2 separate regions of the Sus scrofa genome follow, and region 2 is linked to region 1. A link is a contact called in public Hi-C data. All regions are on one chromosome and are shown on one strand. The core of a region is the stretch at or near the end of the contact, and the rest is flanking DNA. Distances in the headings are between cores, read along the strand shown. Region 1 overlaps LOC102168188 (a long non-coding RNA gene). Region 2 holds the start of ZNF516 (zinc finger protein 516).

Region 1 (6,268 bases), core at 1,301-3,800:
GGAAGAATCTTTCATGACATATTTTTTAAAGTAAGATAAGTGAGTTTTGGGGTATAATACCATTTGTACCATTTTTAAAATAAAATTTTAAAAACTTTATGAGTATGTAGTTTTTATATAATTGTTCGGCCACCAGGAATGGTTCAGAAGGGTACAGACCAGGCTGATTGTCTAGATTGGAGGCAGCACTTTATAACGGCAAAAATGTTGAAATGACCTCAGGGTTTAGATTTAAGAGTTTAGTTAATTTAATTCTGGCACATTCATACACAGGCAGACCTTGAAGATAAACTGTGGGTTCAGTTCTTGATACCCTAATAAAGCAAATATTGCAATTAAGTAATTCACATGAATTTTTTTGACTTCCCAGTGCATGTAAAGGTTATGTTTGCACTGTACTGTGGTCCATTTAGTGTGCAATAGCACTATTTTAAAAGCAATGTACATACCTTAATTTAAAAATACTTTATTGCTAAAAATTTCTGTCACCTCAGCCTTCAGTGTATTGTCTTTTTGAATAGTAATATCAAACATCACTCATTAATGCCAGATCACCACAACAATCATAATAATAGTGAAAAAGTTTGAAATATTGTGAGAATTAGCAAAATCTGGCACAGAGATACAAAATGAGCAAATGCTGTTAAAAATAGCATTGATAGACTTAGTGGACACAAGGTTGCCGCAAACCTTCAGTCTGTTAAAAACAGGATATCTGCTGAGGGCAATAATGCAAAGCACAATAAAACAGGCTCTGCCTGTGCTGAAATAGTACTCAACTGTTAATAATAGCGGTATAAAATACATGAAAATAATTATATATCATGTATTAAAAATAATATTAACAAACACGACATAATACCAAGGGAAATAAAATGCATGATCTCATGCAATATGAAACTCTTTAAGATAGATACACACCAAATATCCACCAGTAATTTTTAATGTTCATGAGCCTATGAGCCTTCAAATTTTTCTAAATTAACATGTATAAAAGGGGGAAGAGATGGGGCAGAGGCAGAGATGTTTAGCAATTCAAAAGAGTTGAGTAAGTTCCCATCCTGGCTCAGTGATTAACAAACCCAACTAGTATACATGAGGACTCAGTTTTGATCCCTGGCCTCTCTCGATGAGTTAAAGATCTGGCATTGCTGTGATCTGTGTTGTAGGTCACAGACATGCCTTGGATCTCGAGTTGCTGTGGCTGTGGTGTAGGCCAGCAGCAATAGCTCCAATTCAATGCCTAGCCTGGGAACCTTCATATGCCACGGGTGTGGCCCTAAAAAGACAAAAAAGACAAAAAAAAAGGGTTGAGTAAAATAGACAGAAAGAACCAGAGGAGACTGGATCCTTCATAAACTCAATGACATCTCTGAATAATAGGGAGCTGAGAGAACTTTGTTTTTCGTTTTTCTGTTTTTTTGGGTTTTTTTTTTGTTTGTTTGTTTGTTTGTCTTTTTGCCTTTTCTAGGGCCGCTCCCAAGGCATATGGAGGTTCTCAGGCTAGGGGTCGAATCGGAGCTGTAGCCACCGGCCTACACCAGAGCCACAGCAACTCGGGATCCGAGCCAAGTCTGCGACCTACAACACAGCTCACGGCAACGCCAGATCCTCGACCCACTGAGCAAGGCCTGGGATCGAACCTGCAACCTCATGGTTCCTAGTCGGACTCGTCAACCACTGCACCACGACGGGCACTCCAAGGAGCTGAGAGTACTTTGAACTGGAAATGGAGGCTTGAGATACTTAGTTTAGGGAGATGGGTGACTGGCGATCTCAAATGCCTTTGGCTCATACAAAGTGATGAGAATGAATGAGATAATTAATATCCATAAAGTGCTTTAACATCCTCAGGAAAGGCTGCTGTGTAGGATGACATTGTCTTGCTCAAGTCAGATGGGTCCATACAACCTTTTTCTAATCCACCCCCTTCAAAGATCACCAGCTTATTTCCCAGTGAGTCAGTGTGGTTTTTGATATTTCAAACAGGGAAACCTTGATCAGAGAAAGATGTTATGTTTCTTTTTACTGTAAATTTTGTAAATTAAAAGAAGAAATTTTTACCTTCTGAGGGTGCATTGGTACTTGGATAGATGTTTTTCATGAAAATATCAAGCTTAAAGGACCCTGGACAAAACAAGGATTTCTAATGAAGATTAAAGATTTAGCACAGATTGAGAATGAACGTAACTTCATTCAAGTGCGCAGGAGGAGGACTGAAAGGTGGCCAACCTCTCTCCGTCGCAGCTTCTGCCCTCCCCTGTCTAAGAGCCAGCCACCAAGCAACTCTCCTAGAGCCTGGAACTTCCACAAAGATTGAGTACCTGGACAGGAAACTCCCTGATATTTTGGCTGCATCAGCCGCAGGACAAGTTATAATGAAAAGGAACATTTCTGGGAGCACCTAGCCCTCAGGCAAAATGCACCACTCATTGCCTTTCCCTGTCTGGCCTCGGAATTAATTTAGAGAACCTCAGCTAAAGCCGTAGTCAGAACAGGCCTGTAGGAGGAGCTCTCACGCCTGCCATCATCATCAATTACTCCAGATAGGAGGAGGCACAAAGTCTAGCCTGGGACAGGAAGGCGCCTCCCTTTACCATCCAGAGGAAGAAGACATCTCTCCACTGCATCACAGCCCAGCCAATCAGAAACTGTAGCAGCCTAACCAATGGGAAGCCTCCACGCTTTGGACCCCGCAATGGACTCTGTGGGTATACCAGCTCCTCTTAACTCCCCCTTTACCCTATAAAAGCAAGTTCCCCTTCCTCGTTCCCTGACTTGCCTGTGGTCCGCCATAGCTCATATATCCTGAATTGCAGTTCTTCTGGCTATTCACAAGTAAGCTCACTTTTGCTGATAAAAATAACTGCCTATTATATTGTTGAAGTTGAAAACCTATTCCTTAGTCTTTGGCAGATCCTATAAAGAATAACATGCATCTACAGTCCAATTTAGTGCATTACAATTTGTCGTTTGTTTGTTTTAGTCTTGGGGAAAAAAAATCATGGTTTATTCTACTTAGACCCATCCCAAGTGTTAGCACCTTGAAAACATTCCAAGTGCAAAACACATCATTTCAAGACTTGAAGCCATTGGATCAAGTTTGGACACTTGTTTGCTCCCTTATTCCCCTGCGTGACTGAGTAGCTGCCAGGTCTGTGGGTTCGAGTCATCAGTGTGTAATTTCCCAGGAATAAAAGGCAGACGTCTAGGGTTGCTTTTTTCCCCTCTAATGTTGTAACTTGTCCCTCAGTCACGTCACTCTTGCTCATTCGAGCGTTGATCCTGGCTCTCTTGTTTTAATATTTTATACATATATTTCATCAATGTGCGCGTCAGGGCACCATGACAATTGCTATAGGAATGAATTCCTGCCATGAAAGCAAAGCCTCAGAAATCACTCATTAAAACCATACTTAGGAACACTTATTGTTTGGGGGATGGTTTGTGACCAGGATTAGAAAATTTTCCCCTAGAAATTACATTCTCAAAACAATGAAAACAATCCAAAAGAGTTGAGAAGTGTTGCCTTTATTCAAGTCTGTCCTCATCATCCTCTGACTGTGAATGGTCCATTTTTCTGCATGTGAAATATCTGGGTCAGTGGAAAAGCTGGTTCTGAATTTCACTAGGAAAGAACATTAGTTACTAGAAGGAGCGTCTTCCCAGCCAGGAGGTGAGTTTGAGAGCTGACAGGTCCAGAAACTGCCAGAGTGACAGCCTATAGAAAACAGGTATCGGATTCAAAGTAACCCCTATGAAACATGCTGTGTGTGTGTTTTGATGTTAGCAGTGCGAGTAAAACTACATTTTTTTAAGAGGTCAAACTCTTAACACAAATAAGAAAATTACTGTCAACATCATTCACTGGAAACGGTGCCCAGGGGCTGTGACAACTGTCTGAATGAGCTGTGGGTCACCCACCTGTGAGTCAGATACAAAAAGCACAGGGTCAGGTCAGAAGCAAATGACACAAAGTCTATTTTGATGGTCAACTACAGAAAGGAACTTGTTGACCAAAAGTTTCAGTTAGAACAGAATCCCGCCATTCAGGGCTCAGAAGCTGCCCTTGCAAGACCAGTGTTTCTCGACTCTGTGGTCTGTCCAGAAGGCCCTGGGCCCTTCGTCCAGGATCAGTCCTTGGAGGGTCTCCATGTGCTTGAGGGTTTTATAGACAGTAGTGAAGAAAGAACAGAAAACCCCAGCTCCTGGAGTTTGGCAACAAGTGGGGGAGGCAGGCATCTACCAGGGAGAGGGTCTTGCCAAGCATCCTCCTTGGAATTTGCCCTGGGTGCCAGAAGGAAAAGTCAGGGATGCTTTGAAAGAGCATGACCAATGGGCCTGAGTCCCACAGTGGGGGCACACGAGGGAGGCGCTCTGTCGGTTACACCTGAGCATAGACGTGACATGCTGGCAGAGACTTAGCCCACTGGGATACCTTCAGTCTGCCCATCCTTTCCCATTGGTGGTGACATGTGGCCTGTTTGATGGGTGTCATCAAACAGTTTTCCATGGACAGAGCACTTGCCCAGGTGTGACTCGAGTGTGGGAAACTAATGATGAAAGATGGAAATGAGATATCACACATCCCATCTGCTGTTGTCACGGGTTGCCATGCCTTGTGGACTGTGCTGTTGGCACTGAGAGCAGGCTCACCAGGCTGCACCAGACTTGCTGTGCACAGGAATTCGTTTATAAACAGAAGCACCCACTTCAGGCCAGCTGACATTGAGGAGTCACATGGAGGCGAGCCCTGCACGACTGCGGGTGTCTGTGGCCCTTCTGAAGAAGGTCGTGCTGATCATGCAGAAACAGCTCACAAAATCCTCCCTCCATCTTTAATTTTCTCCAGCCTGTTTCCATGGAGCTTGACTAACAGGTGTATTCCAGGGAGGGACAAGCAGGTGGCGCTGCAGGTGAGTGAGCAACTTACCCATCATTTGCATCAGGTGCTAGGACACCAAGCATCTGAGCTTCTGAAGCCACATGAGGGTCCACCTCTCAGCTTTCACAAACCTCTCATCGGCCTCTGGTGGGGCAGCTCCAGCCTCTACGCTGAAAACACCTGCTTGTCAGCTAGGGTTTGGAAAAGATTGGAGAGTAATTTTAACACATCCTTTCAAAAGAGTCCACTTTAAACATGGATTGATTTTTTTTCTCTACAAATGAGTCAGCACTTTGGGGGCACTGTGGGATCAAGTATGACCTGCATGAGACCCAAGGTTTAGTTTTATAAATGAACATGTTCCCCTCACCTCCTGTGTGAGCCTCACTATTTCTGCCATTTCTTCACAGCACCCTACTTAACAGGGATTTCTATAGAGGAGGTGTCGGTAGCTTGCTGGAAGCCCCTCCAGTGACTTAGGCTGGGGTTTTCTCTTCTTTCTTCACTACTGTCTATAAAACCCTCAAGCACATGGAGACCCTCCAGGAACTGATCCAGTGACCTAGGTATGTTATGATGTAGCAGAGTAACTCTGATCACGTTTTTCTCACCTGTGCTGCTGTGAAGTGTGCCCTTGGTAACAGGGATTTGGAATCGAATTCTTCTCTTGTGTGTAACATACGGTCGTGTTTGTTTACTTGACTAGACCCTTGACTGAGCAAAAATGCAGATGACTCCCATCTGAGACGCTCGTATGAGGAGGGGAAGCCCCCTCCAGAGGGAGGGGCTGGGCATTAGGGCTTCCTTGAGAGGGAAGGGAAAGTCTTTTCCAGTCATTGTTGGGCGGGGGGGGGGCCTGATCTCATGTAGGGGGAGGGTGGGACGAAGACTAGGAACTACTTGTTATGTGTGCACACACTCACACACACACACACACACACACACACACACACACACACACTCCCAGGGAAGAGAACTTGGGGCTCGAGGCACCCTTCCCCTGCAATCCATCAACACCAGGGTGGACGCACCTCCCTGGGGTCCCGACAGTCTCTGCTCACACCCACCAGCTTGGAGCCAGAGCAGAAAGGCAGCCAAGAGGATGGGAATATCAGAGTTAGATGCTCCTCGATTTACCCCATCTCTAGAGACTTCTACATCCTCCCGCATCCACTATCCCACAGCCTGCAGCCCTCCCAGCCTACCGGGTGATTCACCCCCCAGACACTGACAGCCGCCCCACCCCCACACCCCAAACGCCCTCCTGCAGGTGCTGCCAGAAGGTGTGTATCCACGTGAGATGCAGTTTCCACCTGGCCGCTCCCTCCTTCTGCGCTCCCACCCGTGCCCAGCCCAAACTCCCAGATTGAAGTGAAGCCCGGA
Region 2 (6,268 bases), core at 2,188-4,687, 140 kb after region 1:
GAGGGGGCGCAGGGCCCTAGCCTGGAAGCCTGGGGGACCTGGCGTGTGCCGCGAGGGTTGGGGGCGCCGGGGAGGGGCTCCAGGGCGCGGGGAGGGCGGCTGGCTTTCCCTGTGGGTAGTTGCTCCGCTCCGCAATTCCAGGAGAGGGAAGATGCAACTTCGGGCGGCTAGGCGAGCGCCCGGGAGGTGGTTTTTACCGCAGTGGAGGGGCGGGGTGGGGGCCGGGGTGGGAGCGCGGAGGAGGCTCTGGCTTTGTACACTTCGTCAAAGGCGACTCGGGAGGAGGGGAGCTTGGATGCGCTCACCATCCATTAGGAGACAAAGAGCAAATTGCCTTACTTTAAAGTAAAACGCTCCGGCTAATGAAGGTGGGTGATGGGGCTGCGGGCCCGAGGAGCCGCTTCAATTATTAAGGGTTTGGCTGATGGGATCGATGCCTGTGGGCACCGAGCGCTGCTGCCTCGGGGCCGTGTTTGCGGGGAGGGGCGTTGTTTTTCCTCCCCCTCCCCTGGCTGCGTGCCCATCATCTGCGAGAGCCTAAGTGACCCTAACATTAAAGAAGTGAGAGCTTGGAAGGGAAGTTAGGGCAGCGGTGGGGGCGGGGGCGAGGGTTCTGCAAGGACTCTGAGGAGGGATGAGGAGAGGGGGTCAGGGTGGCAGGGGCTCCTCCGAGATGCACCCAGCCTGGCTGGGATGGGGGTGGGGGAGGTATTGATCACGATATTTACCCGAGTATACGCAAGGGAAGAATACTTGGGGTGTGTGGTTGGGGGGGGGGGGTTGGTAAAGCTCCTTGCCTGCCATTTCCATGGTGAGCTAACCTACTGAAGAGTTATGATTAGCATTTAGATTAACCGCCTCGTCATCAAGTTTTAGAGAAACTTTGTATGAATAAGTTTGTTAAAAGCCAGCCGAGCTGGGTATTTAAAACAGCGGTTCGTGGAGGAAGGTTGGTGTGCGGTGACAATCGGCCTTGGTGGGCTGGGGTCCTGCTGCTACGGACCAGAGAGACCGAGCCTTTTACCCGAAAAATGTGGGTCTGTAAGTCAGCCCCATTTATTATCAGCGGTAATAAGCTCCTCGCAGCAGACCAGGATCTGACCAGGAGCTTCTGGTGTTGTGTGTCTGTGTCTTAATCATTCCGCTGGGTTTATTGATAAAGAATTACTTGATCTCCGGGTGTGCAAAGAACAACTTGCTCAGCCCTCTTTTAAAATATATTTATTCTGTGCCTTATTTAATCCAGACGCACAAAAAGCCATTTGCTGCTTCATTGTTGGTTTACATTTTTTGAAAAGGCGACTGGTGTAACCTGTGGAATTTGAAATGCAAATAAAAGCCTGTGGGAGTTGAGGCAGAACAAATCAGCATTTATAAAGTGAAAAAGATTTAATGTCTTTGAAATCATTGCGGAGGAAAAAAACTGGAGAGGGGGAGCGATTTTTCAGCGAGTGAATTGTGACGTCAGGTCTTTTTGGAAAAGATGTTATTTTTAAGGTCTGAAACCCGGGTATGTAAAGTGCTTACAGGAAAAACAGATTACAAGATTAACATCTGTTAACATGATCCTTTATCTCCAGCCAAAAATAGGTCAGTTCTTTCTTAAGGAAACACGATTGCTGGCGTGTGTTTAAATAATAAAATTAAAATAATGAGTTCATCAATTAGGACCGGCGTTTGATACAATCTGACCTGTGAAAAACATTTTTTAATTTCGAGATCAATGAAAGGTCAAAGTCCCTTTTGGGTGTTGAGAACAACTCTTCTCCCTGCGTCCACCCCTCCCGGATGACCCCCTCCTTTTTACAGCGAGCTGCCTCTCCGCCCCCATCCCGATTGCTAATTTCCCCTTTCATCCACTGTGGAAGTAGAAAATAGATTTAAATGGATATCGTATGATGCCTCCCTCGTTTAAAGAAGGCAAACTCTCGGTGCAGAAGGCTAACTTTCAGAGCTCTGCTGTTGTTTTACCAATAAATGAAGGGGGGGTGGTGGAAGGAAACAGCCTTGCAAAGTCTCCCTGCCCCCTGGGTGTGAGTGACGGCTCTCCGGGCCAATCCGCAGCGGCTTTCTCCATCCCGGAGGTAATTTGGGGTGTGAGTGTGTACGCGCGCGCGCGTGCATGCGCCCATGTGTCTGCACACTAAGTCCGACCAGCCCCGCGCATCCGCAGGGTCCTGATTTGCACAGTTATGAGCTGTATACACGGACACGCTATTATCTGAATCTTTGCAGCTAGGTGGGCATGCAGCATTCCAAATAGAGACCTTGCCTCCTCCGAGTGTTCTGTAAAGAACGGGCAAAAGAAGTGCTTTCGGATGCAAGTCGAAACCTGCAGAAGGGGAAGAAAAGGAGGGATGTGATTATGCTTCTCAGAGGTTGGGGGATCGAAATGTGTGGTTCCTTCCGTCTCGTTCCCACGCGGCAGGCGCGCCCTGAGCGCCTGGGGTCAGAGTGATGGATTCTACTCGTCACTCGCTAGGCGTATCGAGGTCCAGGATTGTTGAAACTGTTGTTAACTCTAGAAAAAGTGAAGGACAGCATGTACCTTCCAACTTCAAATTTTATTTTCTCACTGGAAGTTGATATTTAGGCCGTGGCAAATTATAGAATGTGACCTGCCCAGGGTCAGTGCAATTTTACTGCCCACCTACTTAAGAATGCGAAGCACTGGCAACGGCTCCCCGGCACAATGGGCACATTCACCGGCGGAGTGCGTCACGGGCCCCCCCACGTTTCCTCTGGGTTTAGTAGGGCACCAACTTCTCTAGGAATATTAGTAGTGCTCTGTGTGTGTGTGTGTGTGTGTGTGTGTGTGTGTAAGGGACCAAGGAGCAGCTCTGTTCAGTGCTGGAGTTGCTTTGCTGCTTCGCTCAGAGATGGATGCTGCTGCTGCAGGGAACGGGTTAAGGACACACGTGTACCCCCTCCTTCCCCGAGACCCCTGCAGGGGGATCCCTGGGAGGGATCCCGCGCCCGGGCCTCGTCCACGCACAGTGTGTCCGCCTGCAGGGCCGCACGGAGGTCATCCCGATAGTCCACTGGCCAACCCAGGAGACCTTCGTCCTCCCCCAGCAAGATCCTAACTCGGTTACAAGGTGGGGTCCAGCCCGCGTCGCCCGCCGGGCCATTTCCGCTCCCTAAATCCGAATACTACCCGATTCTGCCCCTCTCCTTCCCCAATCTCTGTGAGATCGCGGATTGAGGAATGGGCAGTAGGGGGAGGTGTCGCTGGATTAAATCATTCCTATTTCTGTTTCTCCCGCGGGTGCGGCGCTGGTCCCAGGGCGCCTGACGGGGGGAGGGGGGTAGTATTTACCTGCCCGCCCCGCGGCTTGGGCTGCGGCCTCTGGAGGCCCAGTTTACTGGGGGAGGGCTGTAGGCGGGGAGGGATGGGCGGAGAGGTGGGGGAGGACCCGGCCCGCGCCCCCGCCCCCCGGTGCCCGCCCCCCGCCCCCGTCATGTGGAGCGGACGTCACAAGCCTGCACTGTAACCCAAGAAGTGAAAGAGACGGGGACCCACGGCCCAACTTCGCACCGTAACAAAGGCGGGGGTCCGTGCGGGCCGGGGGAGGGGGTCTGGCCGGGGACGGATCGGGGGAATGGGTCTGGGGGGGTGGGGCAGGCAGGGCCCGGGGCTGCGTGGGGGCGGGAGAATGGGGGGCCTGGCCCGGGAGTGAGGGCCTGGTCTGGGAGTAGGGTCCTGACTGGGGCGGGGTCTGCTCGGGGCTGGGGCAGTGGGGACCCGGGAGGGGGTTAGCTGGAGTGGGGGATGAGGGCCGGGGCGGGAGTCTGAAGGGGGCGGGGGAGTGAGAGCTCCGACTGGGGTCTGCGGGGGTAGGGGGAGTGTGGGCCGGGACGGGGGTCTGTGGGGGCGGGGGAGTGGGGGCCGGGGCCCTGGGTGCGCGTGGCTGCGCGGACCGCGCTCCAGGCGCCGAGGCGCTGCCCAGGCCAGGTAATTGGTTTCTATTTTAAACTTCACTTTGTCCGGGCGGAGGTGGGGCGGTGGGAAAGGCGTGGCCCCTGCGCGATTACATAAGTGTTCATACCTGATTAGGTCCCAGGCCGGGGCCAGCGCGCGGATTTGGGCGCTAGCCGCCGGTGGGCACCGGCTCGGGCATCCTTGTGCGGGGTTGAGGCGCGTGGAGTTGCGTCCTGCCCGTGGGACCTGATGCTTGTCCGCCGTGGGACCCGCATGCAATCTGGGCTGGAGCTGGAAGCCCCGGGTGTCCGTGGCGGGGGGCCGAGCCTGTCGGCAGGGTCTATACTGTAACAAAGGGCAGGGCTGCGGGACCTTGGGCGGCGCAGAGCACTGACTTAAAGGAGAGTCACAAAAGTCTGAATTAAACGTGCAACCGGAAGGCATTTTCCCCCACGAACGTGCCCTTAGGTCTCAAATCTTGATTAAAGATGATTTAAACATTGAGGTGCTCGCACCCCGTGGCTATGTAATAAATACACTTAAAGGACTGCTGAGAGGCGATGGGAGGGTGGGTCTTCTCCCTACAGGATCTTCTCCAGATTATTTTTCACGCTGCCCTATTAATATGATTGGAGTATTTTGGTTTAGGAATGTAAGTGCTACTTTAAGGAACTAGGCATGCGTGCTATTTGGTAGGATCTTTCTCCTGCCCCTCAAAAAAGAGCTCATTTTATCATTTGTTTGTTCCTCCTTCATATTCTCTTGCATTCTTTGATTGCCGCGTCAAAATAGCTGTGTTACTTATATTTACACAGACTGGCCAGAATTAAATAGACCACATGCCACTGCCACACATGAATTGGAGCATTTTCCTCTCCGTGTAACATTGGAGGGTGTGGAGCTGGCCTTAGGAACCTGGGTCTGAGAGTTCAGCTCCTTGAGAAGGACAGACTTGGTTTCACAACAGCGACTCCTGAATTGTGCTGAATGGGCCTGGGGGTGCCCCCCCTCCAGCCACTCAAGTATTTTGGTAGTGGAATTAGAATTTTGATGTGTTAAGATATAAATATATTATGTCAAGTATTTTTCTAGTTTGTTAGTAGGGCTTTGTTTTGTTAAACTTGTTTGAATATACTGAAACAGCACATCAAAAAAAAAAAAAAAAATCCCAAAAGGTGTGCAGTAAAGCTATCTAAGAGGAATGAGAATGTCTCTAAAATGAAACAAAGTGGCCAGGAAGCATATTTGGTAGGTCCAGGAGTCAACAGTGGAAAGAGAGAGAGAGGAGTTTTGCTTAGTTTTGTTTCTGAAAGCTTTTGTTTGTCAGAGTAATCTTTCCAAATGGTTTAGGATACTGAAACATAACTCCATCAAGAACTTTAAGTTTTGGATGTGTTAAGTGGCATTAGTCACTGATGACCCGAGAATAGTTTACGTCGCCAGTGTTAATCCCATTGTTACTTGTATAAGACCTTTTAAGTTGACTAATTTAGAGATTAAAGTTTTCTTGGGACTCTGAAGTTCCACCTTTCTTTCTAAGATGTTGTTTTAGAGACCAATACAGAGTGGATAGAATGAGAGATGGTTTTAAAAACAGGTCGGTGCTAAAATCACCTTGTCTCCACTTCCATGAATTAAACTTTAACTTCATTTACCTTACTTGCTCCTTCGTGGGGATATTTGAGTCTCATAGGTGGAGCATTTGATGTGGAGATTAAGTTTAGCAACAGTTATGTGCAAAAGGAAAGGAGACTTCTTTAAAGAATAACTCAAACTGAGGTAAACTCTTCACAGATGGTTTTCAGCCTTACTAAATAGGGAAAAATGATAATGTGACATAGGAATTTAAGGAGAGTTTAGTCACGGACAGTTCTTGAAAAACCAGTGCTCTGTTTATTGGGTTGTTGTAGATTTTTATTTATTCATTTTCCAAGATACATATTGATCTTATTCATAATTTACCAGAAGGAGTCTTTTAAAAAGAATTTTGTGGGAGTGGCTGTAAGTCTGGCTGGAGATTGTGTTTAGAGTTTCAACTGCATTATACCTTAATGGCATAGAAATAGGAAACTGAAATGTAAGCTGATTACCTTCAGCAGGAAGGAGCTTGTTCAAGCGTGTGTACTTTCCTTTTATAATATGTTTGTTTTCAGTGTTCAAGACATGACACTATTTTGGTTTTTATTCCATTTTCAGCATTGGTGTTAATTATATAATTGAAAGTGCTATTTTGCTTATAATGTAACTAGATTCTAACTGAATAAAGCAGGAAGCAAATAACTTCTTCGTGGCTGTTGGGTGGCCACATTTAGCTGGCAGCATCTAACCTTTCTCAGTGATAGGCGT

The links. A called contact is a pair of places that touch in the nucleus more often than the background predicts.
Region 2: a contact with region 1 is called in a Hi-C map of embryonic fibroblasts, with 2.7 times the contacts expected there. The contact joins the promoter of ZNF516 here to the enhancer-like site in region 1. A contact is called at or near these places in 9 of 47 Hi-C or Micro-C datasets (adipocytes, embryonic fibroblasts, epiblast stem cells and 4 more) and 2 of 2 datasets of contacts at active chromatin or transcription factors (alveolar macrophages and skeletal muscle).

The regions. Positions count from the first base shown.
Region 1 is chr1:147,845,136-147,851,403 of Sscrofa11.1, forward strand. LOC102168188 (a long non-coding RNA gene) reads right to left here. Exons shown (of 3, transcript XR_301093.3): 3 at 3,521-5,076. Among named protein-coding and RNA genes, the nearest start is that of ZNF236, 66 kb to the left of the region's middle. Within about 2 kb of position 2,551, at least 9 of the 83 cell types and tissues checked have an H3K27ac peak or open chromatin away from gene starts, as enhancers often do. A contact at or near this core is called in alveolar macrophages and embryonic fibroblasts, where this site is marked.
Region 2 is chr1:147,984,223-147,990,490 of Sscrofa11.1, forward strand. ZNF516 (zinc finger protein 516) reads left to right here and starts at 3,438. Exons shown (of 7, transcript XM_021099077.1): 1 at 3,438-3,554.